7 separate regions of the Mus musculus genome follow, and all the other regions are linked to region 1. Evidence: chromatin contacts called from public HiCAR-type, HiChIP or PLAC-seq, capture Hi-C and promoter capture Hi-C data. All regions are on one chromosome and are shown on one strand. The core of a region is the stretch at or near the end of the contact, and the rest is flanking DNA. Distances in the headings are between cores, read along the strand shown.

Region 1 (2,605 bases), core at 38-2,537:
TCAGGCCTAATCAGTCTACTGACCTCAATGTCTCTCAGCTCCCCTGCCCCACAGAGACTAGGTCATGGTCATTTCTCGCTTGGTATCTTGGCAAACCTTGGTTCTTCACTGCCCACTAGTTTTTTTGTTTTGATTTTGTTTTTTCTCCCTGTCACCCAGATTACAAGCCCCTAAGGGTTAACTGCAGGACCCTCCTGTTTCTTTTTCTATTATTTTGAGACAAGTTCTCACTAAAGTTGACCAGGAAGACTGGCATTGAAACTCACTCTGCAAACCAAGCAGGTCTACAAATGGTGAGGCTCCTGCCTCAGCCTGGCTAGTACTACCCATCAAGGCCCATGTGCTGGGCCCAGCTTTTCTACGCTTCATTTTAAATGCCAGTGTCAACCTTGTAACTCCCACAGTCTGTCCCTTCAGTAAATTCTAAACGCCGACATGTTTGCTCCCTTGCCTGTACCTCCGTGTTCCTCTATTGCCTTAAAACCTTGATCTGTCCCCTACCCCCTAGTTTGCTCGGCCCATCTGCAAAAGACTCCTACCACACCCTGCAAAGCAGAGAGGGCCATGCTTCATCTCCAGCTTGGGTTGGGGCGGACAGGTCCGGGGAGGTTTTATTCCCACTCACAGGTTACCCTGAACTCACAACCACAGAATTCTTAGTCTGGTCACCAAGGCTGGCCCCTTAGGATCGCTAGCACTTGGGACTGTCATCAGAGAGCGCTAAGTTGTTCACCCTCCTGCACTCACGCGATGAGGTACTCTGTGCAAGCGACTGCGAGCATTACTTTTTTTTTTTTTGCCAGGGGCGACAGTGCTCTTACTTTAATGCCCCCACCCCGTCGCTCTTGGAGGGAGGTGCACGTCAGCGGTCCCCGTGCGGAGTTGCATAGACAGCTGGCCCATCGCCCCCGCCCCGGTGGGCAATAAGTAACCAGAGCGGTGACCAGGGTGCTCTTTGAACGGAGGGGGACAAAAGGCCCTGTGTGCGCTGCGGGTTACTGATTTACCGCCCCCTCCACCCAACCACTCCCGCCGCGCGGGCGCCAAGGTCCCCGGGACAGAGGGGGCAGCTCGGGAGCTCCACGGCCGCTGTCCCCACGGCGGCCGGGAGTACGGTGTGTGGCCCAACTGGCCCAGAGCTAGAGGGCTCCGCTCCCGGCGCAGGGGCCCGGCTCACCTGGCTCCTCCGCCGCCCGGCTCCCGCGCGCGCGGGTCACGATCCCGGCAGGGCTGGCACACTCACCCGCCCGGAGCTCCTCCGCCCCGGGCCGAAGAGCCAGGAATGTCCCTGCAACTGCAGCGTGGCGGGGGGCTGCCCCCTCCTGCCCCGCCCACCTCGGACTCCGCCCCTCCTGGACCACTTCTGATCTGAGAGGCGTGGTCCGAGACCCGGCAAATGTCAGCCCGGTACCCTAGTGCGGGAGCTCCCCGTTGGGACTGGATCGCCCAGTCTCAGTCGTTCCGGGGCCCCACGTCCAACCTGCAAGGTCTAACTTGCTACCTTGCTCTATCCTTTGCTCTTCCTCAATTTGGCACTCACCAGGCTCTCTGGTTTTCCGTGAAATCACAGAACATCAGAGAGACCTGACCTCTCCTTGGCCTGAGCGACCTTCAGAGGATATTTAAAATATATCTCGGTCGGTCGGGGTGGCGGCGGCGCACTGGGGAGGCAGAGGCAGGTGGGTTTCTGAGTTCGAGGCCAGCCTGGTCTACAGAGTGAGTTCTAGAACAGCCAGAGCTATACAGAGAAACACAGTCTCGGAAAAGAGGGGGGGGGGAGGGAGGGAGAGAGAGAGAGAGAGAAAGAGAGAGAGGAAAAAACTTTAAACTTTAATTTGTAAAAAGTTGTGCTTTTATTTTTAAAAGTTTAAATTTTCACTCTAAAAAGTTTTTTTGTTGTTTCTTTTTGTTTGTTTGGGGTTTTTGTTTTTGTTTTTGTTTTTTCAAGACAGGGTTTCTCTGTATAGCCCTGGCTGTCCTGGAACTCACTTTGTAGACCAGGCTGGCCTTAAACTCAGAAGTTTGCCTGCCTCTGCTTCCCAAGTGCTGGGATTAAAGGCGTGTGCCACCACTGCCCCGCCCTGACTGCTCTTCCAGAGGTCCTGAGTTCAATTCCCAGCAACCACATGGTGGCTCACAACCATCTGTAATGGGATCCGATGCCTTCTTCTGCTGTGTCTGAGAGCAGCTACAGTGGACTCACATACATAAAATAAATAATGCTTTAAAAGAATACTTCCTCTGGTTTTTACATAGATAGTGTTGTGATGACATGGTGGTCTGGTCCACATGTACAGACCTCCTCCTCCTGTGTTGCTCCCCATCCTATCCCTGGGTCTTTGCTCACCCATCCCCTGTTCCTAGTCTAACCTGCTCTCTATTGGTCTGGCACTTTGGTCTCCGTTCAAGGCCCCAGGACATCCCTGGGGATTTGCCAAGTCCCCTTTGTTAGGATGGAGAAAAGAATGAGCCCTGAATCTCAGTACTGTCTATCAGCCTTGTCTCTGTCTTTGTTTGCTCCTCAGCAAATCAGTAAATGATAGTAGGCTGCTGAAGAGACTTGCTGGAAGGAGAATTCACATGTTCATATCTGACCTGTGAGCAC
Region 2 (2,605 bases), core at 37-2,536, 470 kb before region 1:
TGAGCAGGCACTTTTAGGATGCTGTTCTAGCTTTTAAAGAGAGAACTCTAAAAATGATAAAATTTTTCAAGCAAAAGAACAGAATAAGAAAGGGACTTGAGAAAGACAAACACCAACACTTTAAGAATATCTTCAGAATGATCACTACAAAAAAAATATTTTCTGTACTGTTTCAGATGATTTTGAAAGTGGTAGCCATATCTCTCATTTATATTGTCTAGAAGTTCAGAACTATATCTCTAACGCCTCAGAGAAATTCTTGAGTTCTACCAAGCTCACAAAGAGCAACTAAAAAGCCAATTACTAAAGGAAACACCCAAATCGAAACTTAGAGAGGCCAAGCATAGTAGAATTCAATTGTGTCCACAAGAAAACAGTGTCCTGGACACAAGGTTGCATGAAAGATGAATTTTCTTAGGGCAAATGCAGTTATTGAAACGTGATGTATGTATGGTAATGAAAGGAAATCTCTGCAGGGACATCACATCTTTCGGGAGGACCTGTGTGACAGGTGATAATTTTGAAAGCAATGAGCATAGCCACCAAGATAGGGAAATAGGGTCTCTAATCCACAACGGACGGACCAGCCAACAGTTGAGTAATGACTGATGTGGTGGACGAGAGTTACGAAGCAAAAGGCAAAAGCTATGTCATGGGGAGTAACTGGGAATAAAGGCATCTGGAGCTTATAGGAAAATCTCCCTGGGAGGTCTGGGGATAAAATGCACAGCCTTCAAGAAAGGCGAGTAATCAGGAACATAGGGGTTGTCTCAGATAACCGTACACAGAGACTCAGGAACGAAGGCTTTGTAGCCAGGGTGGAGACGACCTCCGGGCAAGGATCCAAGAAAATAGGAAGCAACAAGGAGCGTCCTGGGGTTAAGCGACAATATAATATGGGTCGTCACCTAGGGAGCGGTGACAGAGTTCGGTCAGAATGCATTTTGGGGACAAAATGTTTACGAGCTGGAGTGGGCAGAAGGAGCTTGAAGACTCAAAGAGGTGGGCGGGAGACGGGAAACCGAAGCTCTCACCCGAGCCGCTCCCGGGCCTGTGAAAGCCCATGATCCGGTTGATGCGTTGCTCGGAGTTCATGAGCAGCTTTCTCCTCCGCAGCTCCGCTCGCCGCTGAGAAGCCGACAGGCCCGACGGCGTCGCGGGTCTTTCCCCGCCGTCCGTGGCCGCAGGCACCGGCTCCATGCTTTCTCTACGGTCTAGATCAGGCTGACGGTAAAGGCAAGGATGACTTATGGCAGGGCCGCAGAGTTCGCTCCCACTCCCACTGTAATCCCGCCCTCTAAGGGGCGGGAACTGAAGCGTGAGCATGCGCTAATCGGCTGCGCCAGGCTCTGCCGCCATGTTCAGTGAGGGCAAGCCCAGTTCAAGGGTTCCCTCTTCCTAAGTTGGCTCGCAGTGCTCAGGTTTCTCGCCACCAGGTTACCTCACAGCTGCTCTCGAAGATGAAGAGACGGATGCCCTCCTGATGAGTGAAATGACAGTGAGGAGCAGGTCCATTTTATTCTCTGCCAGGAAGCAAAATGGAGGTTGCAGCGGCGGGAGCTTTTTACCAGCCAACGCGTCTCTGCTCCTTGGATACGTAATTGCGGGTGCGACGCTCTCCGGGAGCGTGGCCCTGGGATTTGGTGGCTGTGGTGATCCTAGTTCTTTACTGAAAATGTCTGGACAACAAACGAAGGAGCCTCAATCCACTATCCAGTCCCAGGCCGTCCACTTCTCTATGGAGCTGCAGAAAGAGCTCTCTCTCCTTCTTACTAATCCGGGAGTCACACTGCGGACTCTGGCTACACCTAACAGCCTTGCCTCGGTAGCCAGAGAGCTCACGTTAGGAACAGACAACGGGCCTGGGCTCGGTTGTATACTCTTCGTTTGTTTTTGTTTTTCGAGACAGAGTTTCTCTGTATAGCCCTGGCTGTCCTGGAACTCACTCTGTAGACCAGGCTGGCCTCGAACTCAGAAATCCGCCTGCCTCTGCCTCCCGAGTACTGGAATTAAAGGCGTGCGCCACCACCGCTCGGCGGTATTATTATATATTACAAAGGATCCTGCAGTCTGAACCAGCTTGTTCATTCTGAGTTCTCTCCCCAGCTCAAGTGGTGGCGTGCTGAAGGAATGCGAAGAGTTAAAACCGTTCAATACTAGCCAGATTTAGTATTTCGGGAAGTGCAAGCTTGAGCAGTTAAAATTAACTGTTTCATTCCCTGCGAAGCCGCCCATTTGACATGGCGTGTGCCAGCTGTTGGGCTTTTCAGATCAGACCTGGTACGTCTTTGGTGAAGCAGCAGCTGAGGAGACACCCCAGAGCTCACCATAGCCCATGAAAAACCCAAGGAAGGGGTCAGGCCTGAGCACAGTGATCATATTAAGGTTAGAGGCAATAAACTAATGAAAGCCATCATATGCGGCAGTGTTTGTCAGCAAGGCAGATCAGGTTCCCATTTGATGGGCAACCAAGCAATGAAACACACCCACCCAGTACGAAATGGAAGCTCAAGATGCAATTGATGCATTCCATCAGTAGACAAGTGGCTCCAGAATTTTGTTCTACACCAACAGATTATCAACTAGTGGTAATTAGCCTGGTATG
Region 3 (2,605 bases), core at 42-2,541, 450 kb after region 1:
ACCCCACCCTGCCTCAGCCTCCACAGCTCCCTGAGCCCTTCCTTTCGCTTCTGCTTCCTTCCCACAGCTGCCTCACAGGAAGGAAGCAGCTACCTCACAGTTACTCTCCATTGCCCTAAGAAAACAGAGATCAGATCAGAGGGACAGTCAACAACAAAGATAGAAGGTCAATCACCAGCTGCAGGCAAGGCTAGACCCAGGTACCATTCTGCTGAGCCTAACAAAGGTCTCTCCTAATTCCACCAGCCCAGCCAAGTGATCCAGCTCCCCAAGATACGGACCCAGGGACCTTTAAGTTTCCAGGGATACCGGGCTTCCTGTAGCCAGAGATGGTGCCCGCCCTCCTGGCTGCTTCCTCTGAGAGACGGGTATGGATCAGGCCCCAAGTTAGGATTTTAGCATTTCACATACTGTCTGTCCAGCACTGGGCGAGCCTCCCTTGTCCTCAGCTTTGGTTTTCCTCTGAGGAATGAGGTGAGAGCAGGCTATGGCCTAGGCTGGTCAGGGGAATGTCATTATTCTCTGATATGCTACCTGGGACCAGTCAGCATGTAAGTCCTGTTTGAAGACACAAGCTGGCCTGGCTGAGTCTTTACCCTGTGACCAGGACAAGGACTAAGTTAGGGTTGGGACCAGCATCGTTAGTCCTCCCTGAGGTGACCTAGCGTTTGATCTCTGAGTCTGAGAGGGACAGCCTCCGTACCCTGCCATATCTGATTCACGAGCCCTCCAGGGGCTACTAGTACTGTGCCCACTCCACAGACGCAAAGACTGAGGCCCAAAAGCAGTCAGCAGCTCACTCAAAGTCTGCATGGAGCTGAATGAAGATCTGAGCCTGGCGGAGTGGAGCCAGCCTTTCCTCCTCAGGCTCCGGGACAGATTCAGCCATCTTCCTCATCTTCTCCTTTTAGGTAACAGATGAGGTAGCCAATTCACTTCTCAGGGACTTAGGAAGGCAAACAGGAGGTTGCCACTGCCTAGAGAGGAGATCTTACCCTACATTCTAGAAGAAACAGGCTTCACGGGTAGCTTCATCAATTCCCGCCCTCCCCATGACAAGTAGCTAACGCCACAGCTAGCTCTTCCCCTTGGTGTTCCCTCCATACTCCAGATGCCAGGAAACTGAGTCTGAAAGAACTCAAAGTTTGCCTCAATCCCAAGGACAGCCCCCCACCCAGGCTTACCCTCGGGCTAAGAGCCCCCCCAGAAGCAGCTGATCTGGACAGCCCCTGGAAGGGGCCCAGAGGCAGTGATGTACACCAGTCACAGGTGGGCGCCGTCTGGGGCCGGCAGAACACAGCGCAGACTTTGGCACCATCTCCACCTCTTCTGAGCAATCATTAACCATGCAGAGACCACACCTCCTCAGAAGGCACTGGCTGTGACCAGAGCAGGCAAAACCCTGGAGGAATAGGCAGGCCCAGTGACAGAGAAGGGGCAAATGCCCAGCCCAGGGTCTCACTGCAAGCAAGAGGTGGTGACAGTCAGAGGTCATGTCAGGACCTTCTGTCCTCTCCTGGCTCATCTTCAGTGGGGACCTGTAGAGAAAGCGGTGTGGGGAGATCTCTTGGGATGAAGAGACTTGACAGCTATCAAGCCCTTGAGCCCTCAGGCCAAGCCCCGAGGCCGGCATGAAGGGGTACCCACCCTGCAGTTCCAACAAGGCCTTTTCAGCCCTGTATTTGTCCCCTCTAAGCAGGACATCAAAGGGCAGGGCCAACACTGGGCATAGTGGCATATGTCCTTAATCCCAGCACTCAGAAGACAGAGGCAGGTGGATCCCTGTGAGTACCAGGCCTAGCTGGTCTCTATAACCAGTTTTAAACCAGACATAATAAGATGTTATCTCAAAGAAACAAAAACAAGCCAGGCAGTGGTGCCTTTGATCCCAGGACTTGGGAAGTAGAGGCAGGGAGATATCTGAGTTGAGGCCAACCTGGTCTACAGAGCTAGTCCCAGGGCAGCCAGGGCTAGACAGAGAAACCCCGTCTCAAAAAACAAATGAAAACAAAACAAACAAACAAACAAACAAACAAACAAACAAAATCAAAGGGCAGGATCACACACTGCCCCAGGGGCTCCACACACTCCCAGTGGTGGCCTCCCTCGGGGGAACAGGTCCCCAAGTTCATTTCATCTTACCTCATAGTAGGAAGGAGGCCCATGCTGCAGCTCACCAGCCGTGCGCCCCTTCCTGGCTGAGTGGCTGCTGTTCGCTCTGGAGACCGAGGCATCCCTGTGCAATCCTGGTGTGCTGCTGCGGGTTCTCAGGAAGCACCAATCTACCCAAAGAGCTCATGGTTCTGCAAGGTCCCATTGAAGGCTGGCCTCACGTCTCTGAGGAAGGAGGAGAATCTGTATTTGCTGAGCACCTAGTGTGGGCATGTATTTTTCACAACCTACTTCCATAAGGGTTCAACCTCCCCTCTAGCCCACCACCCACCAGAGGTAGTAGGAAAGTTTATTAGAATATGGGGAAGTGAGTGGGCATGTTAGCACATGCCTTTAATCCCAGCACTCGGGAGGCAGAGGCAGGTGGATTTCTGAGTTCAAGGCCAGCCTGCCTGGTCTACAGAGTGAGTTCCAGGACAGCCAGGGCTACACA
Region 4 (2,605 bases), core at 68-2,567, 400 kb after region 1:
GCCACAGACTTCGCAATATACTTGGTTCTGCTCCAGAGTCATTCTGCCTCTGGTGAGACTGCTGAAAATCAAAGCTGGTTCTTGCCACTTTTGTGTGTCTCATGGACCTCCCAAGCCTCGGTTCCTTCCTGCTTGCCAGAAAGCCAATAATACTCACCTTGAGGGGGCATCTGGCAATAGGTGAAATGATGAATGTGGACCAGGGTTTGTAAATTCTGAAGCTAAGTACCCTCTTGGGCAGTGGAAAAACCATTTTCAGCACCAAGAAAATAGGAGAGCGACTCTTCTGTGCGCTGTCCGTGGTCCTGAAAACGGGTCCGTGCTCTCCGACATAAATTCCATTGTTTTGAGATTTTTTTTGGAAACAAAGTCTTGCTAGTTTTATTATATCAGTCTTGTCCAAGCTGATCAAGTACTCACTATATAGATCAGGCTGGCTCAGAACTCAGGATTACCGACCTGCTCTAGACACCTGAGTGCTGGGATTACAGGCAGTGTCGCTACTCCTGGCTTTTCCTGTGGATTTTAAATGTTCACTTGCCATCTAGATTTTCTTACTGTTATTAAGGTAAGGTAAACAGATAAGCAATGGTTACTAAAACATAAGCCCAAGTGTGGGGCTTCAGAAAGTGGCCTGTATAAATTTGCAACCCCAATTCGACCTACTAAGGAATGGTGTGACCACAAACAAGAAACTTAGCCATATTTGAAAAAAAAAAAAAGTGCGCAGACTATTCACTTGGCCTGATTGGACATGGAAGCCATTGACACCTAAAAGTCAAATTTTAGCTCTGTGTCCCTGTCTAAGATTTTCATTTGCATTAGTAATCTAGCAAGTGGCTTCACAGTTCAGGCACAGGGATCTTTTTACCACTTCCAAGATATCACAGAGTTCGCATCTGAGAAGTCCAAGGACAGGGTCCCACTCCTCTGCTCAAATGTAGAGAGAAACAGGCAGCGAGTCCTCACGCCTTCAGCGGTTCACTCAAGTGGACTCCTAAACACCTTCTTTCAAGCACTTTCTTTTTTAAGATCGCTATGAGGCGATTTAATACTAGTTACAGACGTAAAAACTGAGGCTCAAAGAGGCGAGGTGACTTGTTGGAGAGTATCCAGGAGGAGGAGACCGGGCATACCCAGACCAGAGAGGGTGGGCGGACTCCCCGTCGGGGAGGCTGCTGCAGGGAGGACGCCGAGCGCCTCCCAGCCCAGGGCCGCCACTCGCCGGAGCGTGGGCAGCAGCGAGACAAAGGGCCGGGGGCGGGGCGGAGGGGGCAGAGGCCGGAAGTGCGGCCGAGAGGGACGCGGGAAATTTCCTCGCTGAGGCAGCAGGCAAATCGGGAAGACCGGGGTTTCGGTGCGGCCGCCGCCCGTGCGCCCGCGGTGCTCCCAGCTGAGCACCAGGCGGGCGCGCGGTCCCCAGGGCCGGGCGGCGTCTGCCGGCCCTCGCGCGCCCCCGCGGCGCCCCCTCCCGGCTCCCGAGTGCACCCAGCGCGCATGCCCGGGGCGGGGCGCCCAGCCGACCAGGGACGGCGCGGAGTCGGGTCCGCCCGCCAGCGCGGCCGAGGAGCACCGGGGTGGTCTGCGCGGCGCGAGCCGGAGCTACGAGGAGCCGGCGCGGGTAAGCTGCGGGCGCGCGTTGGGCCGTAGGGCGCGCGGACCGGGGCCGCTGTCCAGGGTCCTGGGCCGCGCCGGGCATCGGGCTCGGGCTGCGGGGCGGGGGCGGCGGGGCGGGGCGCGGTGGGGCGGGGCCCCGGTGAACGGCCCCGGCCTGTGGTGTGGGCAGAGGCCGCCCCGCGTCCAGCTCCGCTGCCCGCCGCTTTGTTCCGCACCGCGGTGCGGGAGGGGGCGATTCCCGCCACCGGGGGGAGGGGCCGCTCTCATTGATTCATCCCACCCCGTCACACACCCAGTGTGGCACACAGTCCTGGACGTGGTCACACACCGCGTTCATGCTTGGGAACCTCATTTTTGGACGATGCCAAAGGTATACACACATACACACGCGAACACACACACACACACACACACACACACACACACACACACACACACACGGGCTTTGGTCATTCCATCAGATTCACACATCCGGCCACCTGTGCAACCCACCTAGTGCAACCCAGGTGAGGCTACGCACTCAGAGCATCAATCCTGGATCCAAGTCAGCAATACTCTAACCGACATCCAACCTCACTGCTCCGGCTCGTGCTTACGCCCCTCCTGTACCCTCCACCCTGGAGCAGGCTGTGACCCTGTGCACACCCTTGCATTGTCTCTTAGCCTGCTGCTCTTTTTCAACTGGCACTAGCACAAGTCCGCACACCTTTGAGCATCCATCCTTGCCCTTCTGTGGCTTGGTGGATGAACACATGGACAGATGGCCTGGGGAGTGTTTCTCAAAGAAGGCCTTTTGTTACAGACTCCTTCACCTGCAGCAGCTGCCGGGCGGGGGGGGGGGTCGCCGTGGGGTGGGGGGACACTAGGAGATGACAGGACAAGTGGCAGAAGACTGGGATTTTTTTCAGTCACACTCACAAATGTACACAAGCCTTTGTCAGTCTTGTTACCATAGCAGGAGATGTTTGCAGGTGCCTAGCAGCTCTGG
Region 5 (2,605 bases), core at 58-2,557, 390 kb after region 1:
TGTGCCACTGGGTGGATGTGCTATAAGGAAGTAACCAGATCTCTAAGAGGACGTTTAGAGCATTGTCAGTGTTTCCTACAGTGACTGTCCCGGCCCACGTGTAAGTGTGCACACGCAAGAATAGAGATCCGCAGGGTGAGTTCCTGGAAGGGGCACTGCTGATCCAAAAGGAGCATGCATTTATAGTCCTAGGAAACACTGCCAAACTGGCCTTCTTAAAGCCTCTGCCAACTTACAGCCCTACCACAGCCATGAGCATCCCCCCCCCCCCCGTGCCCTACTGTCTGCTGTTGGCACACCTCATCTCTCAAACGCCCAGACCAGCACTTCTGCCACCACTGCCCTCATCTGTGTTATATATCGTTAGCTTAAAACGCTCTTCTGATCTTGTTCCCGAGGGAAAACCTTACCCACCCCACGAGCCCCAAACTAAGTGCCACTTCCTTTTTACTTCTTTCCCTGACTCCCTGAGCTCACAGGGTCCCTTTCATCTGGGATGCCACACCTGCTTGGGTATAATTCTTTTATAGAACTGACTGAGGTCCTGCCGTGCATCTGGAATGCCCTCCCATAACCATAAACCATATGCTCTTGTCTGGGTCTTGAGCAGGTTGCACTGCATCCTGACTGCCCGTCAGCATGGTGGTGCCTCCCAGCCTTTGCCCTTGAGGGTCTGGTTCTGTGGATCTCACCCCCACCTGTCTAGGCCTACCTTGTTGCTTCTCCCGGATCTGTCTATTCCAAGTCGTTTCTTGGAAGAGGCCTTTGCTGTCTACCTACTTTGCCTCAAGTCCATTTCTTACATCAGCATTTCTCTGTCTTCCTATCTACTCTCACAGGCTGAAGTAACCCTGTATGATTCAAGTGTGGATACATTGATTTTGTTTCCTGCCTCTTGTCTCTGCACAGCCATGAGCGCGTCTTCCTGAGATACGAACCCTGCTTTTCTTTAGCACTGTTTCCACCCAACCTGCACCACCCATCCAAGCGGTGCCTAGAAGGGCATTGACTCCCTCCATTGGTTCTACAGAAGAGGAACCTTGCGTTTCAAAAGGTGAGGTAGGTAGTTCAAGATCCCACAGCTACTAACAAACGCAGCTAGGATTGGAATCGCTCTGAACTTCCAAGCCAACCGCATAATTTCTACACCAGTCCTCTCTCGCCGCATTGCCACCTCCCACCATCCTCAAAGACTACTCTTCTCCAGCACTAGGGTCCCCGGCTGCACGTCAGAGGCCCTCCCCTGGAGGCTCGCCTGCTCTGGGGAGATGTCACCCTCCCCGCCCCCTGTCAGTCAGGCGGAGGGGGCGGCGCGGCCACCAGGGGGGAGTGCTGAGCTCAGAGCTGCCGCAGCGCCGGAGCAGGAGCCGGAGCGGAGCCGGAGCGCGCGAGTAGCATCCTTGGTGGCAGAGCACCCAAGGCCAGAGCACTGCTGCACTCCAGCTCAGGAAAGGTGACTCAAGAGCCTGACCACGGCAGGACACCACTGGCCCCGAGTCCATCCATACCCAGCGTAGCCCAGCCCCGCGCATCTGCTCGCAGTAGCAGCCGCTGCCGCCACCACAGCTCCATCCCCCAGCCCGGCCCCGAAACCCAGGTGAGGCTCCGGAAAGAGCACCGAACTGGGGATCCAGGGGGATCTGGGGTAAGATGAGGAGCGGGATGGAGACTGCCCTGGGAGAAACGTGGGCACAGAAAAGGAAAGCGCTAAGCGGGCGCGGGCAGGTGCACTGCAGGATGCGCGTCTGTCCTCTCTGATTGCTACAGTCTGGGTGGACGTGCGGACGTGCGTCCGTGCCCGTGTGCCGGAGTGTCCATGCGCTTCTAAACGCCCCGTGTTCTGTGTGTGTGCACGTGAGCATGTCCATGGTGTGTGTTTGTATGCAGACCGTGTGACTGTTGTGTGTACAGACAGGCCCCGGTGTTCGCGCCGAGCCTAGCTTCCGGTTCTGCGGGCCTGCAGGTTGCAGATCTCCGGATAACTGAGGTGCTGGCCCCTCCCCGCATCCCGGGGTTTCAAGGACGCTAGGACTCGCCGCAGCATAGCTCTGAGGCCTAGACCTGGGAAGTAGAGAGGGTAGGAGGGGGCTCCCGGCCCAGAAGCGCGCCAAGTCTGAGGAAGGGAGGGAGGGGGCACCAGGTCCCCTGGGAGGGCCCGAGTGAGGGTGCAGAGCCAGCGCCCCGGCACTTGTGTGTTCGCCCTCCCCAGGCCGCCAGGATGGACGTGTTCATGAAGGGCCTGTCCATGGCCAAGGAGGGCGTTGTGGCTGCAGCTGAGAAAACCAAGCAGGGGGTCACCGAGGCAGCAGAGAAGACCAAGGAAGGCGTCCTCTATGTCGGTGGGCAAGGGGCTGCAGGGCTGGGTATCTCCTGAGGGTACCAGAAAGGGTCCTCAGAGTGATTGAGGGGTCTGGGCATGAGAATATGAGTCAGCAGATGGGCGAGGTCAGTAGGGGTCACTGGGGACACAGCCAGTCCATGGAATTGGGAGGTGGGGATGGGATGGGAGCTGGTGGAGATGATGTTCAAATGAAAAACCAGGGACCAAGGTGTTGAGCTCTCCAGAGTTTCCTTTTTCTTACCCCGTCATCACTATTAATAGTGA
Region 6 (2,605 bases), core at 68-2,567, 360 kb after region 1:
ATGTGTTACTAAGCTGGGTGTGATGGCTCACACCTGTAATCCCAGCACCCAAGAAACTCAGACAGGAAAACTGCAGCAAATTGCAAGCCAGAATGGGCTAGAGTGAGACCCTGTCTCAACAACAAAAAACTCTCGTTTAATCTAACAACCCAGAAGGATAAACTCCAATACTGGCTCCTCCAAGGCTGGAAAGCTAAAGCCCAGAGAGCAAAGAGGCTCGCCCAAAAGCCTCTGGACAAGGCCTGCTACACTCAGGCCCTTTGACTTCCAGGCCAGCGCTCCCTGTAGCTGCCCACACCCTACAGAACAGAAGACTGCTGACATCCAAGGACACCCACCACAGGGCAAACCCGACGGCTCGTGGGTGGAGAACAGAGCCGCTGAATCCTGCTGAATGCAAGTGGGAAAGGCCTGGCATAAAGGACAGCAAGCACAGCCCGGCTTTGGCGATAGGATGGGGGAGGGAGAAGAGAAAGATGACTTGGCAGGACCAGGACACAGATGCCACACAGAAGGAAGCCTCTGTTTGTTTGGTCAGCTATGGAATGCTGAATTCTGTTCCCAAGGGACAGTTCCCTGTTCTCAACTGGAGCTCCTCTCCCTGCAGAGGCAGAGGCCTTGGCTTTCCTCTCTCCTAACCTCCTGGCTCACAAGCTTCTGAGCGTCTGTAGGGTAGACTCGGGGCTAGGACCCAGCCTCGCGAACCTCACCGCACCATGCTGGGAGCTGGAGTGGCCGGGAGGCGGGGCGGGGCTGGTCCGCAACTACCGCGCCCCTGCAGTCTTCCGGCAAACGCCGCCCCCTTTTTCGCCCAAACTTGGGGCTGCAAAGAGAGACTCCCAGCACCTCCTGCTGGGACTGGGTCCCGCCCCCCAGCTATCCCAGTAGCTCCCCAGAATAGTTGGGGACGGGGCATCGGGGTGGAGGGGGTGGGGGACAGTCCCTGGTCGCAAGCTCCTGAGACGGGATCTCCCTCACCAGCAACTGAGACTCCCTAACCCCTATCCTCAGCGCAGAGCGAGAAGCGGACTCGCGCTCACCCAGAAGACAATGTTGAAGCCAAACAGGAAGTATTTCCCGCAGCAGCCGACCTCAGGGTCCTGGAATTGCTGGTGCTTGCCGGGCATGGTGAGCGGCCACCTGCCGTCCCGGGAACCCGAGCCGGTGACCGGCCCAGCCCTCTGCGGGCCGCCCAGGCCTGGAGCAGCCCCGGGCCTAGCCCGGTGGCTGCGGCTTCATGGTCAAAGCCACACAGCTCACCGGCTGCCCCGCCCGCTGTGGCACCGCCCACGGCGCTCGGACAGCCACACCCGGAGTGCGGTGCCCTCATCCGACCCCGCCCTCCAACAGCGCTCCGGCCCCGCCCACAGTGTCAGTCCACACCCCGCCCCAGCAAGGCTCGGTCTTCTTGGAGCCCCGCCCACGACCCCGTCCCAGTCAAGTTCAGTCCTCACGGGCCCCGCCCATAACCACGACTCCGCCCCCAGCCGGGCTTAATCCTCTCAGGCTCCGCCCATGCCTAGCCGCTGTCCTCCCGCAGTCCCGCCTACGCCCCGCCCAAGGCTCTGCCCTAGCTAACTTCTGTTCTCGAGCTCCGCCTCTAAACCGGGTCCCGCCTCTGATGAGCCCCAAACCCCGCCTCCAACCGGCCTCAGTCCTCCTGGAGCTCCGCCCTACTCAGCCTCAGTTCTGAGCCACAGTCGGCCTTCTTGGAGCCACGCCCAAGACATCCGTCTTTTTTTTTTTTTTATGGTCCACAGGTCTCACTTCTCCCCAAGACCCTGCCTCTGGGCCAGGCTTTGGCTACACCCCAGTCACACTCAACCCCTTGCAACCCCCACCTCTGAAGAGTCCCCGTCTCCTCTCTAAGTCCGTCCTCCAGTTAGCTTCTCTCAAGTTCCCCAAGTCCTCCAGAGGCCCCAGATGAGCCAACTGGCAAAGCTGGTGAGCCAAGTGTGAATAATTACAGTGGATCTCCAGTCTAAGATTCAAGAACCAGAGGAGTCCACTCCCCAGGGATAAGTGGTTGGGAATAGTGGGACCAATGAACAGTGCCATGCATTCACACACAGTGTAGTTGAATACAAACAGGCTGGCGTGCCATGCCACGCCTGTTCTGTTTTGCCTATTCCTATGGTCGCCCTGTCCCATACCTACTTGACTGCCTTGATACCTGGGATTCACCAGAGTCCTTCTGATGCAAAACAGGACAGAGCAGATGCAGGTTTAGGTACGTCTGATCTTAAATATTTAGATTCCAAGTTTGTTCCAGAAGTGTTTATTTAGATACAGAAAGGGCCTTAAGCATCATCAGCATCAAGTGAATCCCTCCTAACAAGACCACGGTGAAGCCTAACTACCACTGTAATCTCTTCACTCATGAAGGTTTATCCATCCATCATTTCAGCAGGAGGAGACACACAGAATCCATAGGACTGTCTTCAGATGGGAAGGCTGTGCAGGGCATTCCCAGTTCCCAGTCCTACCTGTCTTTACACAAATTCCTCTCTAACCTAGTCCATACTTGAAGGGGGGGGGGAGGAGAGAGGGAGGGAGGGAGAGAGGGAGGGAGGGAGAGAGGGAGGGAGGGAGAGAGGGAGGGAGG
Region 7 (2,605 bases), core at 42-2,541, 360 kb before region 1:
GTGGGAAGAAGAAGATAGAAATGAAGGAATGGAAAAAGAAAAAACCCCTGATCAACCTGGTGTAGACCAGCATTCCTGTCAGAACAGGATGAAACCTGAAGGCTGCAGCTGACTTAATTGAGGTCATAGAAGACCTGGAGAAAGAGTCAATAGTATAGGGGACGAGGGACAAAGAGGGAAACGTGATGGAGACAGAAGCATAGCAGATAGCTAAAGAGGGTGGTTTTGTTTTTTTGGTTTTTTTTTTTCTTCAGTTTTTCGAGACACGGTTTCTCTGTGTAGCCTTGGCTGTCCTGGAACTCACTACATAGATCAGTCAGTCTGGCCTTGAACTCAGAGACCCACCTGAAGAGGATTTCTTCAAGGATGACAACTCCCATAAGAATTTATGTACTTGGGACAATGATGGGGAAGAGGGGGTGTGATGATGGGGGGGCTGGGCAAGGGGAGGCTGTGCACCTCTCTACTGACTCAAACATTCAGGAGAGCTCAGCTTTTCCTTCTGCCCACCCTTGGCTAAGACCGAGGCTAAAGCAGGGGCTCTGAGAACACTCCGTGGCAGCCCCTTCCATCCCAACCGCATTGGAAGAACTGTGTACTCTGGACTGGGGTTAAATGGGAAACAATCCATTCCAATAGTGGTTCTGGGGGCTCTGGGTGGAAGTCCCATGGCTGTGGACTCTACTTACACCGTCAGACAACAAGTGGCGCTAAGCCCGCCCCCGTTGGCTCTTACTATGTATGTATTTACTTGTTTGTTATATCCTGCAAGCCTTTGGTTGGGTTTGGTGTTGAGGACTGAAACAAGGGCCTCCAGAGAGCTTAGCTACTGAGCTCCACCACTAAGCTACATCCCGAACACCAGGAAGCCTAACTTGAAACTACCCTATCTCGCTTCTCCAGTTCCTAGAGAATCTGAAATCTGATGATGCTGACAATATTGACCTCTAACAGTATCCCTAACAGAAAAGTGTTACCATGCCATTTTCCTCTACAAGAGAATACGGTGAGAGATCAATCAACTCTGGGGTTTCAAACGGATGCTTTCCTCCACTCCGCCAGTGGGAGGCGCAAGGGGCTTGGGCGAGAGCCTGAAGCGGGGCACAGGCTGGGCAGCGACCCGACTGGCGAGGGTAAGTGCCCGATCTCACCTTCCCTCTCCTGGAGACTCAGGGTTTTTTGACTGGGTGGGGCCTCCCACCGACCCCGGGATGTCCACTCGTTTGGCCTGGGGAGGGCGTGGCCTAGGGCTCCGCCCCCTTCCGCGGGCTCAAAAGGCGCGGCGTCCGCGGAGGCGGGGTCAGAGCGCAGCGGCGGATCCCATCGCTGCTCCCGGAGGCTGCCAGGCAGCGGCCCAGGCGGGCACTCAGGTACCGGCGTCCGCGAGGGGGTTCCTGGCCTGCACCCTACGGGGTCCTATGGCCCGCTGAGGCGCTGGGGAGGGCGTGGGTGGTCGTGAAGAGTGCCAGATTCCCTCGGCTGGCTTCGGCCGCAGCCTCCGCCCCCGCCTTCCTGCGGCGAAGTGGGGCTGATTGGCGCCTGCGCCACTGTGTGCGGTGGGGACGCGGCCAAGCGCGGGGCTGGGGCGGGAGACGAAGGGAAACAGAGTCATGTTGGCAAGGGAGCATCGTGCGTGGGTGGCACCACTTTCTCTGGCTTCCAGAAAGGATCCCCTCTCTGGCCGTGCGTAAGGGACACGGCCCCCGTCGCTCTCTACAGGACCAGTACCCCGTTTTTCTTTTCCCCTTTCAGAGACCAGGGGTCCCGCCCTGACCACCAGCAGCCTCGACCTGTCCCAAAATGGCTAGGACCCGCTCCAGCGTCCTCCTTCTCCACCCCTCCCCCTCATATCCCGAGCCCCTAACGTGCTCCCTCCTCGGGCTCTCTACAGTGTCAGCTTACACGCCTTATATAGTCCGAGCAGGCTCCGGCGGCGGCCTGCCTGCCGGGACCCGGGGAAGGAGGGGGAGCTGGCCCCTGACTCACCCCGCCACCCTCCTGAGATTCCAGGTTAGCTTGGGCAAAGCAGTGCCAATTAGCCCCACAGCCAACCCCTGGAAGAGAAAAGCACCTGAGCTCGGAGAGGCCTCTCCAGGCCCTCCCGGTGGCAGGGGGCAGGGTGGGGAACCACCTTGTCTGTTGTCTGTGAGAGGTCGGCCTGCCAGGAGCCCAGCCAAGCCAGCTGAGATACCTGCCTCCCAGTGCCTGTGTGTGTTGAGCGTCCGCCCGTGCCTTCTTGGTGCCTGGCCAACGCTAGTGCCCAGATCTGGACCTGCCTGCCAATTTGCATTGCAGACACTTTCTCTTCTTCCTCACAGGAGCAGGCACGATGGATTCCTTCAAGGTGGTGCTGGAAGGGCCAGCCCCTTGGGGCTTCCGTCTGCAAGGGGGCAAGGACTTCAATGTGCCCCTCTCTATCTCTCGGGTGAGCCTAGGTGGGGGAACAAACTCCCCAAGGGTTCTTGGGTGCTCAGGTTTCCAGAGGATCATGGGAGGAAACAGCAGGAGCAAGCCAGGACCAATAAGGCAGGAGTATCCAGGTCCAAATGGACACTTAACTACCAGGACTCCCAACTAGGTGGAGAGTAGAGAGGCACTCCCAACT

Evidence for each region. HiCAR-type assays count read pairs that join an accessible place to other places. HiChIP or PLAC-seq counts read pairs in DNA pulled down with a chosen protein or histone mark. Capture Hi-C pulls out chosen DNA fragments and counts their contacts.
Region 2: a contact with region 1 is called in a FOXA1 HiChIP or PLAC-seq map of pancreatic cancer cells. The contact joins the promoter of Caml here to the promoter of Fgfr4 in region 1. A contact is called at or near these places in 1 of 39 promoter capture datasets (pre-B cells), 1 of 115 datasets of contacts at active chromatin or transcription factors (pancreatic cancer cells) and 1 of 9 other capture datasets (pancreatic islet).
Region 3: a promoter capture Hi-C map of liver shows a contact between it and region 1, with 3 times the contacts expected there. The contact joins the promoter of Cdhr2 here to the promoter of Fgfr4 in region 1. A contact is called at or near these places in 4 of 39 promoter capture datasets (embryonic stem cells, neutrophils and second pharyngeal arch cranial neural crest), 5 of 484 Hi-C or Micro-C datasets (the G1E-ER4 cell line, bone marrow-derived macrophages, cortical neurons and 1 more), 10 of 115 datasets of contacts at active chromatin or transcription factors (the 230-238 cell line, acute myeloid leukemia, embryonic basal ganglia and 4 more) and 4 of 9 other capture datasets (embryonic stem cells, liver, macrophages and 1 more).
Region 4: a contact with region 1 is called in a capture Hi-C map of embryonic stem cells, with 2.6 times the contacts expected there. The contact joins the promoter of Gprin1 here to the promoter of Fgfr4 in region 1. A contact is called at or near these places in 3 of 39 promoter capture datasets (the C10 cell line, pre-B cells and stem cell-derived epiblast-like cells), 2 of 484 Hi-C or Micro-C datasets (bone marrow-derived macrophages and pre-megakaryocyte-erythroid progenitors), 11 of 115 datasets of contacts at active chromatin or transcription factors (SST interneurons, craniofacial prominence, differentiating embryonic stem cells and 7 more) and 2 of 9 other capture datasets (adipose tissue and embryonic stem cells).
Region 5: a HiCAR-type map of astrocytes shows a contact between it and region 1, with 5 times the contacts expected there. The contact joins the promoter of Sncb here to the promoter of Fgfr4 in region 1. A contact is called at or near these places in 3 of 39 promoter capture datasets (the C10 cell line, pre-B cells and stem cell-derived epiblast-like cells), 1 of 484 Hi-C or Micro-C datasets (bone marrow-derived macrophages), 11 of 115 datasets of contacts at active chromatin or transcription factors (SST interneurons, astrocytes, differentiating embryonic stem cells and 7 more) and 2 of 9 other capture datasets (embryonic stem cells and liver).
Region 6: an H3K4me3 HiChIP or PLAC-seq map of embryonic basal ganglia shows a contact between it and region 1, with 5 times the contacts expected there. The contact joins the promoter of Tspan17 here to the promoter of Fgfr4 in region 1. A contact is called at or near these places in 9 of 39 promoter capture datasets (the 3T3-L1 cell line, the HPC-7 cell line, cranial neural crest and 5 more), 1 of 15 datasets of contacts at CTCF or cohesin (large pre-B cells), 7 of 484 Hi-C or Micro-C datasets (B cells, the BV-2 cell line, bone marrow-derived macrophages and 3 more), 20 of 115 datasets of contacts at active chromatin or transcription factors (astrocytes, craniofacial prominence, embryonic basal ganglia and 10 more) and 3 of 9 other capture datasets (adipose tissue, embryonic stem cells and liver).
Region 7: a promoter capture Hi-C map of liver shows a contact between it and region 1. The contact joins the promoter of Pdlim7 here to the promoter of Fgfr4 in region 1. A contact is called at or near these places in 1 of 39 promoter capture datasets (liver), 1 of 115 datasets of contacts at active chromatin or transcription factors (pancreatic cancer cells) and 1 of 9 other capture datasets (liver).

What each region holds. Positions count from the first base shown.
Region 1 is chr13:55,151,500-55,154,104 of GRCm38.p6, reverse strand. Fgfr4 (fibroblast growth factor receptor 4) reads right to left here and starts at 1,287. Exons shown (of 18, transcript NM_008011.2): 1 at 1,178-1,287.
Region 2 is chr13:55,621,686-55,624,290 of GRCm38.p6, reverse strand. It overlaps Caml (calcium modulating ligand), which reads right to left and starts at 1,286. Exons shown (of 4, transcript NM_007596.2): 1 at 1,035-1,286. The coding sequence starts at 1,200.
Region 3 is chr13:54,700,149-54,702,753 of GRCm38.p6, reverse strand. It overlaps Cdhr2 (cadherin-related family member 2), which reads right to left and starts at 1,291. Exons shown (of 32, transcript NM_001033364.3): 1 at 1,185-1,291.
Region 4 is chr13:54,748,586-54,751,190 of GRCm38.p6, reverse strand. Gprin1 (G protein-regulated inducer of neurite outgrowth 1) reads left to right here and starts at 1,317. Exons shown (of 2, transcript NM_001316710.1): 1 at 1,317-1,621.
Region 5 is chr13:54,765,297-54,767,901 of GRCm38.p6, reverse strand. It overlaps Sncb (synuclein, beta), which reads left to right and starts at 1,307. Exons shown (of 6, transcript NM_033610.3): 1 at 1,307-1,597; 2 at 2,210-2,339. The coding sequence starts at 2,219.
Region 6 is chr13:54,788,117-54,790,721 of GRCm38.p6, reverse strand. Tspan17 (tetraspanin 17) reads right to left here and starts at 1,317. Exons shown (of 8, transcript NM_028841.3): 1 at 1,041-1,317. The coding sequence starts at 1,127. It overlaps Eif4e1b (eukaryotic translation initiation factor 4E family member 1B), which reads right to left. Exons shown (of 7, transcript NM_001033269.3): 7 at 2,263-2,605.
Region 7 is chr13:55,512,132-55,514,736 of GRCm38.p6, reverse strand. It overlaps Pdlim7 (PDZ and LIM domain 7), which reads left to right and starts at 1,291. Exons shown (of 13, transcript NM_001114088.2): 1 at 1,291-1,370; 2 at 2,319-2,425. The coding sequence starts at 2,330.